Regions from separate parts of the Pan troglodytes genome. Here region 1 is linked to region 2. A link is a contact called in public Hi-C data. All regions are on one chromosome and are shown on one strand. Each heading gives the region's core, a stretch centred on a gene start, on an enhancer-like site or on the middle of the called end of the contact. The rest is flanking DNA. Distances are from core to core; before and after follow the strand shown. Region 1 holds the start of MARCKS (myristoylated alanine rich protein kinase C substrate). Region 2 has its middle 710 kb from the start of MARCKS.

The links. A called contact is a pair of places that touch in the nucleus more often than the background predicts.
Region 1: a Hi-C map of stem cell-derived neural progenitor cells shows a contact between it and region 2, with 5 times the contacts expected there. The contact joins the promoter of MARCKS here to the enhancer-like site in region 2. A contact is called at or near these places in 1 of 7 Hi-C or Micro-C datasets (stem cell-derived neural progenitor cells), 1 of 1 datasets of contacts at active chromatin or transcription factors (stem cell-derived excitatory neurons) and 1 of 1 other capture datasets (stem cell-derived neural stem cells).

The regions. Positions count from the first base shown.
Region 1 is chr5:125,751,811-125,758,205 of NHGRI_mPanTro3-v2.0_pri, forward strand. It overlaps MARCKS (myristoylated alanine rich protein kinase C substrate), which reads left to right and starts at 2,472. Exons shown (of 2, transcript XM_001159872.7): 1 at 2,472-5,143. The coding sequence starts at 5,042. It overlaps LOC134810353 (a long non-coding RNA gene), which reads right to left. Exons shown (of 2, transcript XR_010158146.1): 1 at 5,712-6,395; 2 at 4,693-5,249.
Region 2 is chr5:125,041,473-125,047,590 of NHGRI_mPanTro3-v2.0_pri, forward strand. No RefSeq gene overlaps it. Among named protein-coding and RNA genes, the nearest start is that of MARCKS, 710 kb to the right of the region's middle. Within about 2 kb of position 3,104, at least 4 of the 24 cell types and tissues checked have an H3K27ac peak or open chromatin away from gene starts, as enhancers often do. A contact at or near this core is called in stem cell-derived neural progenitor cells and stem cell-derived neural stem cells, where this site is marked.

The DNA of each region.
Region 1 (6,395 bases), core at 1,222-3,721, 710 kb after region 2:
CTGAGAGCAGAAATTACTCAGGGCATCATTCTGTAATCTCTTATCTTTTGCATTTTCCTGTGACTTGGCTTCTAAAAATATTTTCATGTGGAATGATCACAAATCAGTATTTACATTCAAAACTGTAGTTTGAACTTCAGACTTACATCTGTGAACTTCACTCTTCTACTGAGACGTTTTATAGGAATCTGAAAATATGTTCTAACTCATCTCTCTACCTTCCTCCCAAATCCATGCTGAACTCTTCCTCCTCATGGGCTTTGCTATTTCCTCCATCTGAACACAGCTCTTCACCTCTTTACCTGACTAATGCCTACTCTTCCCTTAGGTTTCCACTTAAATGTTACTTATTTCAAAAGGCCTTCTTTAACCCTCCTAACGAAAGTATACTATCTTATAGCACAAAATAGAACTTCAAATGGTCACATGTACTCCTTATTTTCGTTAAGAGTACATGTGATGGTTTAAAGTTATATTTCAGTCTGTGATCTCATTGTTAAATGCTGGCTTCTCCCCTCTCTTGTTAGGCTAAAAGCATCTGAGTGAGCCATCTGCATTATTAATTACCTCACCTCTTCAAATCTGCTCAAAGTTTGTCTTCTCAATGAGGCCTTTCCCGGCCTATATGGAATTACATCTCAACTCTCACCTGAACTCCCATCTCCCTTATTTTGCTTTAGTTTCCCCCACCACTCCACCCCTCCCACAACACTTACAGACTTCTAACATTTCATATAATTTGCTGACTTACATTTTTTTAACTTGTGCTTTTCTCCCCACCCAAGAATGTATGCTTTATAAAGATTTCTTGTCTGTTTTGTTCACTGACATATCCCAAATGCCTACTACATGATAGGAGTTCAATAAATGCTTGCCGAATGAACTGAGGGGCTATGTCTGTTTTCCTCCCCACCACACTGCAAGCTAATCAATTTCTGTGGAATTAAATTTCAAGTAGCATAAAATCTAAGATGAAGGATGGAGCAGAACACTGCCTGCACAGTGGGATTGCATATGTTGTGAATGCATGAATGCTTCCAGGTGAAAAAGGCGTATTTAATTTGGAATCTACAAAGTGGCTGTCATCTTTTGTATTGTTTTTTAAGCACACAGTTAATCTTGTTTTTCTTTCTTTCTTCACATATTAAGAAGTTTTAAGAAATAATAATACAAATGTAAGCTGCATGAGAGGAAAGACCATGTCCATATTTGTCCCTGGTGTAAGCTGATGTCTAAAGCCTTTTTCCTCGCACTTAGGAGGACCTTAATAAATACTTTAAGAATGAATGACTGACCTACTGAGTGAATCTGTGCCATCAAGGGAAGATGGCAGCACTGGCAGTGGTGGAAAAAGCCAGGACTCAGAATCATCAAGGGGGCTGAGCTCTATTCGTGGCTCTACCATCTGAGAAATCTGGCAACGCTCTGGTGCCTATTTCTTCATCGTTGAGAGGGGGAAGCCAGGTGCTCCAGTTCAACTTCACTAGATGATCTTCTAAATTGGAAGCCCCTGAGGTCAGAGACTGAGTTTATATTGTTCAATGATATGAAAACAAGATCTAGATTATTGTGTTTGGCACACTGGGCCCTCAAGATTTTGTGGAATGGTCTCTAAAATTCTTTCCAACGCTAACATTTTGCAGAAAAATAACAGGTCTCTTAAATAAATTGCTTTTTTTCTAAAAAGAAACCTATACACAGATTATTATTATCTTGCAAATATGTTAGGGCAGGGTGAAAGGGGAGTACAAATAAAAAATAAATGACCGTTTCTTCCTGCTGATTTGGTTACAGACACCGGTTTTACATTTTCACTATGAACTCTTGGGTTCTTTAGTCATACTTATATAAACACTTTTGGCGCTTTATTTGAAACCTTTAACTCTGCGTGTGAGCACACCAAACTCCTGAGGAGCCACACTTGCACTGAACTGCTTCCCTACTAGTTCCACGTTCTTGGCCTTCCTTCCCTGTCATTATGCAGGTTTTCAAGAAGAACCACAACCGTTTCCCATTTCCCAGCCCGTTCTTCCTCACCCATCCTCCGCCGGGACCCCCTTCCCTATAAGCTGAAGAAATCCCTTGCTTGGACGACGCTAGTCGCTGGGGGAGGTTGGGGAAAGGGTGGCCCAGCCCTCAGAGGCCGCCGGCAGCGCCCCCAAGGAGCCTCCGCCTGCCACTTGCTGGGGACTGTCGGCTTTCCAGCTACCGTAGAATGCGCTTGCGTATCAAAAAGAAATCATCTTTCTACTGTAAACTAGAGACCGAGACCGCTCGTGGGGAGGGAATCTATGTGTTTACACTTTTTTTTTTTTTTTTTTTTTTTTTTTGCCCCGGAGCTGCTGCGGGAATTGATTGGCTCCCTTGCGCCCCTGACGCTGGGACTGTCCCCCCGCCCCGCCCCGCCCGCACCCCGCCCGCACCCCGCCCCCTCGCGCGGCCATCTGCTTCGCAGTCTGTCTCCCAGTCTCTCACTCGGCCCCTCTCCCCTCCACCACTCCCAGCCCCCGTCTCCCCCACCGTCACCCCCCAGCGCCGGCTCCGCCTCTTCCCCCTCCCCGGCCCAGTGCTCCGAATCTTCCCCGGCCGTTGCCAGGGAGACCAGCCGATACCAGGCAAATAGGCGTACCAGAAAGAAAAGGGGGGAAAGCTACACTGCAGCCTGGTAACAAAGGAGCAATAAAAGCAGCCCCCAAATGGAGGGCTAAGGACGCGTCTGGGAGAAAATCTGAAAGCGAGCTAGCAGTCACCCCAATTTAAAATAGGAGGGGGATGCGGAGGAAGGGGCATGATTCACGTTGGGGATGGGGGGAAATCAAGAGCCTTAAATGGGCTTTTGGGAATCGCCTGGATGGTGGTGTCGGATCAGCCCAGTTGGCTTTTCAAGTTGGAACTGCTAATACAAGGGATTTGCGTCCATCCTGGCGGCTGGGGTCGTGGGCCAGGCCAGCGGGCTCTCTGAAGGGTAATAACACGTTTGCTGGCAAGATGCATTTCTACGGAAACGTCTTTACATCAGCTCTGGGGAATATGACCATGGTCGAATAATGCATCTGAAGGAACTGGACAGTGAGAAGACGAAGCTTCACGTAACAATGTTCAGCTTGGTGATTTTTAAAGCAACGCTTGAACAAAGAGTTACTGGCTTGAACCAACCGTCTTTTTCACTCAGAGTGTGACCTATTTCCCTACAATGAGCAGAAAATAAAACTGTTTGAGAATTCAGAGCCAGCACCAGGAGAAATGAACCATTCCCTCGACTGCTTCTCACCTTCATAAGCGAAAGATTATTCCTTGCAAGATCACCAAATGTAAACGAGAAAAGGTGGTCTGATTTTGCCACGAGTGAAAACTTTGGGAAGAAAATGCTTATTAAGCTGTTTCCTTCGTTCCCCTCACCCCCCATACTTTAAGTCAGTGCCTTGTCTCTCACACACAAAAAGCGTCTGGTACTTCGGTGGCAAGGAGCGCAGTGACAGATGGAGGTATCCTGTGTACCATTATAGAAGCTTTTCCTCTAACCCAAGTTAGACTTGGAGAGCTCAGGGATCTTGCTATCTCTCAACATACAGAACATTTCTCCTTAGAACTGCAATCCGGTTTAGAATGTCATCGTTGCTGCTGCCTCCCTTCCTTTCAGGAGCACATTCGCCTGCGTGCGCACTCACACACACGTTCAAAAAGAGTCCATTCGATTCTGGCAGTAGGCTGAAAACGATCCATATTGACGCGAATAACAACCCAACTGTAAATATGGATTCGTCTACTCGAGGCTGTGTCTCATTTCACCATAGAGGAAAATTATGTCATTTAAAACAGTGATAAAACGCGAAGAGTTTCGATCTTCTGTAAATGGCTCTCACTTTGAATTGTGGGAAAAAAAAAATCACTAATTGGGAATAGCCAGAGAAGGGGGAATTTGTTGAGCGCCCAAGGCCAATCTCAAAATATTTTATTTCATGCCAATGTGGGAGAGGGAAGGGAGTGTGGCTTCGCTGTTTGCCGCTTTTGCATTTTCCACATCTGGCCTACAGACCTAATTCTAACTTGCGATCTCGCTTGATGAAATTCGATCTTCGTGGTTTAAATACTTTTCAATTTGGGACGATTTAACCATTGCAGCAGTTGAAAAAACAAACCCTGAGCATTATCTGTAAAACCAATATGGAAAAAGAAAGAAAGAAAACATGCTGCAAACACACAAATCGCAACCATTGTCTTTAACACTCGCATACACACACATACACATAAACACACGGAAAGATGGGGGAGGGGAGCGAGTGGAGAGAGAGACACACGGATATAGACCGACGAGAGTCAATGCGAGTCAAGTTAACGCTTTCTCCGCCCCGATGCACAAGTACCCCCCTCCCGCGTTAATTAATTCCAAACAAAGCAAGCCAATCAAGAAATGCATTATTATTTTCAAGCAGAGAGAGACGAGTGCCATGTATTTTTTAATTGATTTATTTATTTGGAGGACATTAATTCTCGGTCTGAGGCTGATTTTCAAACCGTTTGCAAAGCGCGGCTCCATTGTTCGCCAGGCGCGCAGACCCCGCCCCCTGCTTTGTGTGCGGCGCGCGGATTGGCCGACGCGCGCGGGGGCCGCGTCAGCGCCCGCGAGCCCATTCATCTGTGCACTTGGGCGTTGGACCCCGCATCTTATTAGCAACCAGGGAGATTTCTCCATTTTCCTCTTGTCTACAGTGCGGCTACAAATCTGGGATTTTTTTATTACTTCTTTTTTTTTCGAACTACACTTGGGCTCCTTTTTTTGTGCTCGACTTTTCCACCCTTTTTCCCTCCCTCCTGTGCTGCTGCTTTTTGATCTCTTCGACTAAAATTTTTTTATCCGGAGTGTATTTAATCGGTTCTGTTCTGTCCTCTCCACCACCCCCACCCCCCTCCCTCCGGTGTGTGTGCCGCTGCCGCTGTTGCCGCCGCCGCCGCTGCTGCTGCTCGCCCAGTCGTTACACCAACCCGAGGCTCTTTGTTTCCCCTCTTGGATCTGTTGAGTTTCTTTGTTGAAGAAGCCAGCATGGGTGCCCAGTTCTCCAAGACCGCAGCGAAGGGAGAAGCCGCCGCGGAGAGGCCTGGGGAGGCGGCTGTGGCCTCGTCGCCTTCCAAAGCGAACGGACAGGTAAATTCTACCTGTGGTTGTGGTCATTTATTTGGTGTCTTTCTCTCCTTCCCTCCTGGTGGCTCCCAAGGCTCATTCGTGGAGAGGAGTGTGGCTGGATTCTAGTCTGAAAGTTGAATGGAAATGGATAGCCTAAATTGTGGGTTTTTCATAGCCGGGGTCTCCCCCCACACCAAAGGAGTGGTTCCTTAGAATCCTGGAGAATTCTTGAGTAGACGGGAGGAAAGGAGTGATAAATCGTCTAAAATGGCGTGGTTTGGAGATTGGCAGAACGTGACTAGCTAGGTGCCCTCCTCCCCCGCCCCCAGCCAGGTTGCATTTGTGTTCGGGGGCACAATGGTGTTTGGGTGGCTCTCGGGTTTGTTGTCGAAGCTGGATTGTCTTCGAGATTTCTGAACTGGTGGTGTGATTGTGTGTGGCGGGGGGGGGGAGTCGGGAAAGGGGGGCGCAATGGGGATGGTGGTGGAGAAAGGCGAGGAGGGAAGGGCTGTCTTATTGTATGCCGCGGCGGCGTGCCCTGGGTTCTTGGAAAGGTGGCTGGCTGGGGCCAGACAGAGGGCTTCGGTACCTTTTGATGAGGCTTTCCCACTGTCCTAAATCTTTATTCGTAGCTGTCTGTGGAATTACACATCCATTTGATTTTTAAATGGTATCTGTGGGGTGGGAACACTCGGTGGGTCCTTTAAGAACCTTTCCAGATGGTCAAAAAGAGGCGGTTCGTGCCTTTCGGTCGGGATTGTTCTTGTGCGTGGCGCCTCGACCACCCGCGGGGGGCCGCCCGGCGCTGCCCGGACCCAGGCAGATAGCCACGATTGGGTGGACCCGAGAGGTCGGCCATGGGTGGCTGCTTCGCAAACACTGGGCACCCACCACGCCTCTTTTCCTAGAGAAGAGATCGTGTCGCTTCGCCTGCTCTAACCTACTGGGGAAAGCGAGGTCTGCCAAGAGGCTTTAAACCCGTTAAAAATGCAAAATGAGCCGCCGAGGCGCGCCCAGGCTTCGCAGAATCGCAGGGGAAGGTGGGCGTGGAAGCAGAGGCGAGACCTCAGAAATAATGGGTTTCCCCCTGCCTTGTTGGTTTCAGCCCGACCGGCAGGCCAGGAAACCACCTGAGCTTTGTTTGCGGACTGTTGGGCTGCGCGATCCGGGCTCGGGGGCGCCTCGGCCTGCGGGCAGGGCCCGGCTGGGCAGGGCGGGGTGGCCCGGCGACTCCGCCCCTCCTCTCCTGCCTGCGCCCAACGCGGCGCGGTGG
Region 2 (6,118 bases), core at 1,854-4,353:
TGAGGGTGGAGGATGAGAGGATGGAGAGGATTGAAAAATTACCTATCAGGTACTAGGCTTATTACCCGGGGAATGAAACCTTCTGTATGCCAAACAACTGTGCAAACAATTTACCTATATAACCAACCTGCATCTGTACCTTTGAACTTACAATAAAAGTTAAACAAAAAAAAAAATAAGTAAATAAACACACATTGTACACCTTTCAAAAAAATTTACTCTAACTAAATCATAGACCTAAATGTACAATTCAAAACTTTAAAATTCTAGGAGAAAATCTAGGAGAAAATCTAGGTTACTTTTTGTTTGGTAATGAGTTTTTAGATACAGCACCAAAAGCACTAAAGCAAAAATAGATAAGTAGTACTTCAACAAAATTAAACACAATGACATTTGGCAAAATTTCCTGCCATATAAGAAATAGCTACTTAAACTTTTTGTTTAACTCACTCCCATGGCTTTAAGGTTGCTTTGTGTTTATTTAATAAAAAATTAATAACAACATATATCCATATAATATTTTTATGGACATATTACTTTAACAAACTTCTTGTCGCTGATATGTCCGGGATTCTGTTCGTTGGCCGGGACGGGGCAAGACTTATTACCTTCAGGTAGAGAGGAGACACAGAGGCTCAAAATGGTTAAAAGACTGGTTAAGGATATAGAGTTTGTTGATGGCAGAGGTGAATCTGTTACTGAGGCCTTCTAATTCCTACCCCAGTGGTCCAAAGAAAACACTGACCCAGAGTATCAACACTGCACTTGACTTACTAAAAGTGACAAACTGTACTAATGGAAGAAGCCACATCACCAAAAATCCAATCGTACTATTATTTCATAGGCATACACCTATTGTGTAGGTAGCCCCCTACACATTTTGGAGGAGAAGCCAAAAGACACAGTAAGTTCCACAATAGAAAACATGACCTTCCATCTATTGCTTAAATTATAACATCAAAGATAAATTCTGGTCCTTCTACCTTCTAGCTATGAGATCTTGGGCAAGTTATTTAACTTTTCTAGGCTAGTATTTATCGATATAATAGGCATAATGCAAATAGCAACCACAAAGTAGTATTGTGAGAATTAAATGCATTAATGCAAGTAAAAGACTCAAAATAGTGCCCTGCACATATTAAGCATTTAATTATTGTTAACTATGACTTAATTGCCCATAAAAATAATTCAGGAAATTCTTTTTAAGGAGTGTAATGAGAGATCACTCAAGTCCAATAAACATTATTTATGTGTAATATTCACTACAGCTACACATTCTCAACTCTTTGAAGATCAGCTATTTTTCCTGTTGAGCAATTCATTAGTCATGGTTCTGGTCTTGAGAAAGCGCATGTGGAGCTGAAACCTTACCTTTCCTTCCCTAAGAGAACCAATGTCACCCACTCTGCAGTCACGATTGGATAATTGAAAATCTTGTAAAGAGAAAAAAATGTTGCTTGAAGGCCTCAAATCCTAGACATGTTTCTGATTCAATTTGGTCAATTATTTTTTTTCTCTTTGTGATACAAGTATATAAATACTGATTCTGTAGCCTAATAAATGAACTGAGTGTGAACTCCTTGATGAAGACTCTTTCATGATAGTGATTAATGGGCTGCAAATATTTTGAAATAAAAACCTGAAACCACAAACTAGTCATATAGTTGGCTAAATATTTTGTTTGGGTGCTCACATCCAACCTACAGATAACCTTGTGTTAACCCTGTATTCCAAACCAAGAACGAAAGGCTGGGGTTTTCAAGAGGGCGATTTGTGGTTTGGGTTTGGTCTGTCTGAAAAGAGCTGTGGCTCACAGTCTTAACGAGGTTCATCTTCCAAGTCTCTGACCAACTGAGCAGAGGTTCTCACAGAAGCAAGTTGTGACAGCTGGAATTTGGCATCCACAGCTTCTTAGAAAAGGCTGCTGATCCCAGACTGATAGTTTTAAAACCTTCAAACAAGACTGTTACCATTCTTGAAATTTGTTTCAGCAGGCGCCAGGGAGGAATGTTACTGCCCCTCATTGCTAGACGGGAGTCTCGTCCCAGCATAACTGAAGATCTTCTGGGCTCTGGGCTCCTGCCTCATGCAGAGATTATGTTTCCCTGTCTGTGGCAGGATGCTGGCAAAACCACATGCTTTGTTTAAACTTATATGGAATGAGTGGTAAGATCAGCAAAGGCCCTTAAGGCCAATGTCAAAAGGCCATCACCATATGAGAGAACTGAGCAAAATGCACTGAGGACAAGCAATTTGTCTGAATCTTGCAGAAGTAGCTTTTAAATCCTTTATAAAAAATTAAGATTTATTTTTGAATTTTGATACATCTTGTCCAGCTTGTAATTTGTTCACTCTCATGCAAAAGAAAGCATACATATGCTATTAACTCTTGACTATGTAGAATATAAAACTCACTTTGTAGGTGATTCATGGTCTTTCATTTCCCTCTTTAATTTTTCATTTTTTCTAATGCTTTAGGACTAAATTATTTCTTCTATCAAAAAAATAAAAGTCAGCAAGGAATAAGAAACTAAATATTTCCTTCTTTGTAGCATCTTTGAGAAAAACAACTCTCAACCCTGGAGCACGACTTTGTGATTGGTGACAGTTAAAGACCATAAAATATTTATGTGAGGATAAGTAATTTTTTCTAATATTTCAGGTTCTTGTTCTGTCACTTACTAGTGTGTGATCATGGGCAAGACTCCAATCCTCTAGAAGCCTAAATTCCCTATAGTAAACAATAATAATAAAGTTACGTGTTGGTTGTGTGGATTTAATGACTAAATATGACAATATTATTTGAAAACAATAAGTGTTACATTATATTGTTATAATCTTTGCTCATGGTAATTCAATTAAATCTTTATATTTTCTGATATTTATAAAATAGAATTTAAAATTATAATATTGATAGATTTATTAAGTTAAATAAAAGTTTTATTTTTAAGTCACGCAAAATCGAGAAGGAAAAAGAAAATAGCAAACCGTGAAGAGTTAGACCAGGCCAGTTGGAGTCAGAACTTTAATAATTACCTCCTAGAAGCTGGAGGGGTCAGCCAAGAGGTACTTCTGGTACTGTGGGACTCCAGCATGCCCCAATGGCTCAGGAAGGAATCCTGGGCTTGAAATTTCAATTGCTTTAGTCATCATCCCTTTCAGTGTCAGTGAAAGCCAACGGTAAGGACAAATTCACAGAAAGAGTTAACAGGATGAGGGCAAATAAAGACCCAGGATTGAACTCTGGGGGTAGGGAAGGAACAGTATTTAAGGAATGCTTGGAAAAATATGACTATCCAAACCTGAGAAGCAATACCTAGCAAATTAGGAGGAAAACCTAGACTGAATGGTTTTTCTGAGACCTAATGGGCAAAATTCCAGGAAGGAAAATGTAGTCATTTGTTGTGCTGTCAATGCCACTGAGAAGTCAAATAAGATGAAAACTGGAAAAGGTACCGTAAAGAGGCCAGTAATGAGATTGTATGAGCAGCTTAAATGAAATGAGGGAAGGGTCTAGATTTCAGTGAGTTGAGGTCGGACTAACAATGAAGTAAAGAAAGACAGCAAATGTGGAACACTCCTCATCTTTTTGTTTTAAGCCAGGAGACACTTGATATTGAAAAAATATCTTTAGATAAATGAGAAAGAAAGTGCAATCCCAGGAGAAAAAGAAGGATCACTGATGGAGTAAGTTCTCTTAGGAGCTGAGAGGGTGAAATACCGTGCATTGGCAGGAAGATTAGATATGAGGTGGAGAGAGAAAGAATGGAGGGAGATCAGGATAGCACAGACAGGGAAGTTTACAGGTTTAGAAGCAGGAAAGAAATTGAGCATCTCTATTTTATATATGAAATGATCAACCTTAGCATGCTGCTATATATATTATATTTAGTATATTTCAACAGAGCTCAATGCAATGAAAATAAAATGGGAAAATTTAATTTGAGCTATTCATCTTTATAGTTAAATAGTGACCAAAAGAGGTGCAGAAACAAAACACTATAAATAACTGTTTGCTCATACATTTCAATTAATATATTGAGAGCTTAAGAAGTGTCAGAAAGTTTGTTTTTACTGAGGGTACAAAAGAAAAAGTGAGATTTAGTTCCAACATGAAGGATAATAACTAACCGTACAAGGCTATGGCTTGACTGTAAGAATTCTTAACATCAGAATGGACTCCTTGCAAGAAAATCAAGTATTTTACAGCTAGCTGGAAAACACCATGGTTACTGTTTTGTCTGGGACTATTTAATAACTAAGCATGGACCTGTTGCCTGGGTGGGGATTGACAATGTGTCTTGTTCAGGCAATGAATCTCTAGAACACTTCTGAGGCATTTAAGACTATGAAATTGAATCTTGTGTGGCATAAAATCGGTCCCACAAATTTAAAAGCAGGACAGAATGTAGATATTCCCCAATATTTTTACAATGTGCAGAATCTTACAAAACAATACATGTAATATTGTTTCTATACTACTCATAGATGATTAGTATTATAACAAAGAAAGCTGTTAATACTTAAGTTTAGTATATTTGGGTTGAGATACCTTTATTGAGAAATGAATTTGCCTTTTGGGAAGTTATTCTAAATATCCAGGAGCGTGTGTGTGTGTGTGTGTGTGTGTATTCCATTATAAAAACTTTAAATAAGTTCAGTAAACATTGAAATTTACCATGCAAGTATATAATATTAATTTTCAGTAGCTTATACTTTGATATATATTTACTAGATAGAATTAACTAAATCGTTCTCCTAATAGCAAAACTTTAACTTGTGAATTAGTGTAAGATCATTTTAGTTCCACTCTGATTTTTACATTGATTAACAAGACATGGAAATTGTAAATTAAATTCTTAGAAAAATTTAGGAATTGTCCCATAAAATTATCTGTGTGTGTGTGTGTGTGTGTGTGTGTTTGTGTATTCTTAGAATTGTAAAAAGCCTGTAAGAAACGAGATGTTTTGAATTAGTCTGAAATTAGTATTCAATAACAGGTATGTGCTTTTGTAAGAATGTGTTAGGTCCCAATGTCTTAATTTTGATATTCAATTGAATGTTTGCTGTTTTAGACTTGTGTCTTTTGTTTCCTATTTTTCTTCCTGTTAAGAGTTACAGATTTTCTGGGAGGTTTCAGCCCAGTATAAAAGAGAAGCTCTGTCTACATGTAATAAATGCACAGAAATACACACATGTATAGATACTTGAGCAACTACCATGCTATTCAATTTTTGGGTAGAACTTCTCTTGAGACCGAACTTCTGTGAGATGGATTTGACATTGCAGAACAGATTAGGTAGCCACAGAAGTGAGCTATCCTTTTCATTATTCTTTTCAATGGAGGACCTGCTGTAGGAATATAGTAAGTGATGCAATTTACAGAAACTAATATCTTACGTTATCACTTGTTATGAAGTCAGAGTTCCAAGCCTGAAAAGTATTTAATCTGCAATTGTTTTGAATTATTCATCCTTTTTAAAAACTGTTTTCTCAGGCAAGAAAACAAATAACTACATCCGAAGTTTTCTAAGTTCTAGTGAACAACAACTCAAGGAGAACCATTTAATTGCATAAGTTTAAGATAGATTTAAAAATTTCAAGAAGCCAAAAATTTTTTTACCCCAAGTGCAATATATTTTATTACCAATGGAAAATGTGCAAAGGAACAAAAAGAACCACATATCTGGATTTTTAATTTTTTGCACTGTGCAAGAATGGTCAATTTGCCTAAGAGCTAACTTTCCTCAGTAAAACTTGCATATTTTCTCACCCCAAATGACCTTGTGGAAAGTTGTTGATATCGCTTTGCATATTTTCTGTAAATACCACTGTAAATGCCACTAACATGCAACATGTGAATGGACTTATTAGTAACCATTTAAGTTATTAGGAATCTGTGTTTGCTATTTAAGAATCTATTAAGCATAAGATTAATAACTCATTTGCAAAGATATAGCAGATACAATTCTCTGAAATTTTATGAATGATTGATACTTTTATAGACAAAATAATTGTCTGAAATTATTGAGACAACTCTCTCTTCATGCCTAGGATGGTGGCATAGCTGAATGGCAATTAATATTGTTAAATAAATACAGAGATATGATATTTATTT